Linked DNA regions of Zea mays: region 1 is linked to region 2. A link is a contact called in public Hi-C data. All regions are on one chromosome and are shown on one strand. The core of a region is the stretch at or near the end of the contact, and the rest is flanking DNA. Distances in the headings are between cores, read along the strand shown. Region 1 holds the start of LOC103627799 (PHD finger family protein). Region 2 holds the start of LOC100281124.

What was found. A called contact is a pair of places that touch in the nucleus more often than the background predicts.
Region 1: a contact with region 2 is called in a Hi-C map of ear, with 3 times the contacts expected there. The contact joins the promoter of LOC103627799 here to the promoter of LOC100281124 in region 2. A contact is called at or near these places in 2 of 25 Hi-C or Micro-C datasets (ear and leaf).

Annotation. Positions count from the first base shown.
Region 1 is chr5:218,940,680-218,943,379 of Zm-B73-REFERENCE-NAM-5.0, forward strand. LOC103627799 (PHD finger family protein) reads left to right here and starts at 1,326. Exons shown (of 19, transcript XM_008648099.3): 1 at 1,326-2,700. The coding sequence starts at 1,706.
Region 2 is chr5:218,694,830-218,697,529 of Zm-B73-REFERENCE-NAM-5.0, forward strand. LOC100281124 reads right to left here and starts at 1,391. Exons shown (of 4, transcript NM_001154043.3): 1 at 1,087-1,391. The coding sequence starts at 1,278.

The sequences.
Region 1 (2,700 bases), core at 76-2,575, 250 kb after region 2:
ACATTTCCCTTTCACATGTTACATGTATGTGAGATGTCTATGGTCTATGAGTTAAACTAATGATTAATGTACTATGTTTATGTGTTAAATTGGTCTGTGCAAATATAATTGTGGGTTAAAACTGATGAACATGTATGTAAATTGTGAATTGATGAGTGATGAATTATGCTAATTTGGTGTTACATTAACATGGTTTGTCAAACTATGAGTATAATTACTATTTTCTATTGTTAAATTGGTTTGAAATTAACTAAAAATAATTATTATGTACATATTTTTCTGCTCTTACACACGAGCTAAACGAGTCGAGCCGAGCTGACTCTATGTCTCGTTAGCTTAACGAGCCAAGCCAATGGGCCTGTTTGGTTCAGCTTTTTTCTGACCAGCTTTTCTGAAAATCTGGCTGTGGGGAGAATCTGGCTGTGGGGAGAATCTAAGTATCATTACGATTACGTGTGGAGGAAGATAAAGTTGTTCATAGGGCTCAGGATCTAGAAAGTGACGGATTCCTACTATTACAACGACTCAACCGATTATGTGTTTATGTTGATTTTGGATAGTTTTTGCTCCAACGAATTTTATAGAAGCTGGCTGAAAAGCTGAGCGTTTGGCAGTCCGCATCAGCTTTTGGTAGCCAGAAGCTGCCAAAAGCCGAAACAAACAGGCCCAATGTGACTCGTTAGCTTAATGAGCCAGCTCGAACTCGGACGAGTCGAGCCGAGCTGGCTTGTTATCCAGCCCTACCTCGGAGGAGAGCTCCGCCTCGCCCAAAGATGGCTTCCGACTCAGGAGGAAACTCTGTCTCACCCGAGCACGGTCTCGGCCAACTGCCCTAACAGTAGCACATGCCACCAACTCCCCGCGAATCCCGCAGGAGATCACTCCGGCCATTGTGCTGACCATCCCCTACACGATTGCGTGTCCAGGCACAGGCCCGACAATGGCCTCGAGAGAAATCTCCGCCTCGTCCGAGCATGGCCTCGGTCTAAATAACATCAATAAAATAACGTCCGACGCCACCAACCCTTCCACAAAGGCAACTGAAAGAAACAACATGGCTAGTGTTAAGTCTACTTTACGCCATACGAGATGAATTACCATGCGTTTTTCGCCATACTTTTCACTATTTTAACAACTATGATATCCACAAGACGGACTCAGGTACGCGTCTAGTAGATAGAAGAGATAAATACAGTTCGTAGAGAACTGGGGACGTCAACCGGAACCCGGTCCACTTGTAGAGTTGTACTACAAACGTTTCTCACAGAGAATGAGATCCTGCTTCTTGCTTCACTGAGAAGCGTCAACCGGATGGTGCAGTTAACGTTGCCGTTTTAGCACCGAGCCAGCCAGGCAAGGCAAGTGAGCACGGACTGCACGGTGCAGTTAACTTTACAAAACTGAAGCCGTGACCTGTGATGTGACCTCCCTCCCGGTCCCAGTCCCAGTCCCACCACCAGGGCAGCACGCTCTCCTCCCTCCGGCCTCCGCCCACTGGATCCGAGACCCACGCGCAAAACTCGGGCCGGGAAAAACTCGCCAGGAAAGAGAACGCTCGGAAGGGAAACACAGGCTCGGGCTCGAGACGAAACCCTAACCCTACCTCCGCTTGCCTCGACGTCCCTCCTCGCCGGAGGCCTCCCCCGGAGACGCAGCCTCCGCTGAGGGCTCCGGCGGCGATGCGCCCCTCCCAGTTGGAGGCGTTATGAGCGGGGAAATGGCGCGCGCCGAGGCCTTGCCAGAGGGGGAGGCCCCCGGGTTCGGTGTCGACCTGTATGCGCAAGCCACCAAGGCTGTGTCCCTGCGGACGCCGTTCGAGGGCGATGAGGCGGCGCCCAGGGTTCCCACGCTGCCCGCGCGGCTCGTCAGCTGGGCAGGGCCAGGGGACGCCCGGAAGAAGCACAAGAAGATTCTGCCTCCCCCTCCTGATGATGCTGCTCCGGAGCCTCCACCACAGTCACCTGTAGTCACCCCTGCGAAGGTTGGCTTGTGGGACCAGTTTGAGGCGTATTTCCGTCCCGTAACACTGGCTGACGTCGAAATGTTAAGACCAAAGCTCCCATTTGGCTACAGCAAGGTTGACTCATGTATGCTAGTACCATTTCTGGGCAGTGGCAATGAGTCAACAACCCAAGCTGAGACATATGACGTGGCTGTGGCTGAAACAACCTTGTATTTGGGTGTTGGTGGTGAAGAAGTGGTCACTAATCGGGAGCGCGGCGTGCAAAGTGTGCATCTGGCTAGTCAGAAAGAGAGGAATGATCAAAGCATTGAACATGACATACATGATGTGGTTGTGCAACAGATGGTCAGCGACAAAGAGCTTAATAGGCACAGAGGGGTACAGGGCATACACGAAGTTTCTATTCAGTTGGGAGGGAGATCATCTGGAGTGGATCAAGCTGGGAGCAGTAGTGGCATTGTTTTAGGACAATTTGTCAATGAGGAAGGAACTTCACTTAATTGGCTGCTAGGAGCAACAGGCCGGTTTGTTCTCACTTCAGAGCGACCCAACAAGAAGAGAAAGCTTCTGGGTGTCGATGCTGGGTTAGAGCAGCTTGTTCTGCTTCCACGCGTAGGGGCTGAGGCATCTGCAAGCTGTGATGTTTGTTGTCTTGGAGAAAGTTCCATGGAGTCCAATAGGATAGTTAACTGCAGCAACTGCAAGGTGTCAGTGCACCAGAAGTGTTATGGTTTGCA
Region 2 (2,700 bases), core at 141-2,640:
TGAATATATTTGTAACTGAAAACCATTGTCATTCCTATCTCAAACGAATGTAGGTGCTAACAAAATAGTTGGAATGAGAAACCTTAATCCTAACTAGAGTTGGGAGTTGTATTAATAGACCAAGAGTAGGTGGGCCTGACCCATTACAAAGGGGTATGTGGATCTTTACAAAAGGGCTAACCCCAAAACCCTAACTACCCAACTAGGTCTAACAAAAACATGTATTCAGTACCTAGATGTTGCATTGGTGATGCACATTAAATCTGAACTGAGAAATGAAGTCGGTTTGTAACTAGATATGATGGGGAATGGAATATATAGCAAAGATAAGTCTAGCAACTTTGCCAATTTTTACAAGATCTAAAACTCAGTAAGAGTTTCTTATCATTCACTGTTACCTTAGCCTTTTACCAATGCAATGTTAAAACAGTAGACCTAAATGGTGTTTAGGATATTGAAAGATTTTTAAAAAATTGAGCTGTGAGCTCTCACTGGCTCGCTTCAGTGCCCTAACTTATTTCAATTCGCCCCCTTCTTTGATACTACATCTTATTCCATCACATGGGGACGATTTGATTACGATTCTATTGTTTATGAAACTTTAAAGTAGTTCACTGGAAGAGAAATAGGCAAATCCCATAAAATGCATAGCCTAGGATTCTGTAATTCTATCCCAACTCATGGGTGACATCCTAGGTGGAAACACCATTGCTTAGACAGAAGGAACCAACATGGTATGAGAATCACCTGGGTCATGAACTGATTCATACAAATCTAGTCGAAGCAGCAGGCCAACATTCAGATTCAGATTTTCTACATTTTCCTAATGCTCTGGTGTCACCATATTGCTCGAGTATAACAGTTCTTAGAATGCTCGACTCGAGCATATAGAACCACAATTTCCTCGTTATTTAGTACTCCTATTTACCCCGAATAACAGGTCACAAGACATGAAGAATATACTCTTAACAAAAGTGCCATGGAATTAAACTCTATGGCCCAGACTAATCGCTAATCGGGATGCATATCAAGGCTCGCAGCACTGAATAAGCGGGGGGTGGGGAACAGAATCGCGGGAAGCGATACCTTGACGGCGATGGTGGGGTGCGAATAGGGGTGGGACTCGTACATGATGGAATAGTCGGTGAGCACCACCACGTTAGACTGGATCTCCTCCGACACGCACTTGGTCCCCGACTGTGGCACGTCCAGCCACACCGCCTCAGCATGGAGCGACGCGACGGCGAGCAACACCGCGAGGGCCAGCGCCCCCGCCATCCCGGCCGACGGCCTAGGGATCTCCGCCTCGAGGGATCGGGCAGGAGGGGGAAGGATGCCGGTCAGGTACTCAGGTGGACAGGAGTATGGCGGCGGCAGATGAGACGACGGCTGAGGAAGCCGGGTAGCAGTTTGGAGTACTACTGTACAAGGGGTGCACCGTGCGCGTGACGTGGTCACGTGATGCTGGCCTTGTCGCGATGGGGCATGTGACTCATGTGTGTACGATGAATGGGCCTGCAACGACCTGTCAAGTGTCAATGTATAGAATCAACTCAATTCTCATCACAACGACGAGATAAATAACTTGTTTTACTTGTTCTATATCTAAATAAATTATTTTTTAGAGCTATGTTAAATCAAATATTTTTATATTTAGCTAAATTTATAGAAAAATATAGAGAATAAATATATTATAAAGATATATTTTGGGAAAAGAACTAAAAACCCTTACAAATTAGGGGTCGTCAAATACCCAATTTTTGCCAACCTTCCCACTCCAAGCTAGGGAGATTTTAATCTTATAGTATTTGGCAAACAACTCAGCGCACACATTATTATTTGTTTATGGCTCATATTCTTATTTACGGCTCCCCTACCTTGTTTATGACTCGATTAGGATGTCGTTTGGTTCACAAAATTTTACGTAAATAGTAATGATCGATACTCGGGTGACAACAGTAATATTTGAATAATGTCGGGGACCATAATTAGGGGTACCCTCAAGGCTCCTAAATCTCAGCTGGTAACCCCCATCAGCACAAAGCTGCAAAGGCCTGATGGGTGCGATTAAGTCAAGGATCGGTCCATTCGAGGGACGCGATCACGCCTCGCCCGAGCCCAGCCTCGGGCAAGGGCAGCCGAGGACCCCCTCCAGCAACGGACACACCTTCGGCTCGCCCGAGGCCCAGTCTTCACCAAGAAGCAACCTTGGCCACATCGCCACGCCAACCGACCAAATCGCAGGAAATTTAATGCAAAGGTGGCCTGACACTTTCATCCTGACGCACGCCTTCCAGTCGACAGCCGAAGTGACCACAGTCACTTCGCCGCTCCACTGACCGGTCTGACAAGAGGACAGCGCCGCCTACGCCGCTCCGACTGCTGAGCCACTCGACAGGATGAGACTGACAGCAGCCAAGTCCGGCCCTAGGCACCGTGGGAAACTCCGCCCGACCCCAGGGCTCGGACTCGGGCTCAGCCTCGGAAAACGACGAACTCCGCTTCGCCCGACCCAGGGCTCGGACTCGGGCTCAGCCCCGGAAGACGACGAACTCCGCTTCGCCCGACCCCAGGGCTCGGACTCGGGCTCAGCCCCGGAAGACGACGAACTCCGCTTCGCCCGACCCCAGGGCTCGGACTCGGGCTCAGCCCCGAAGGGCGACGAAGTCCGCCTCGCCCGACCCCAGGGCTCGGACTCAG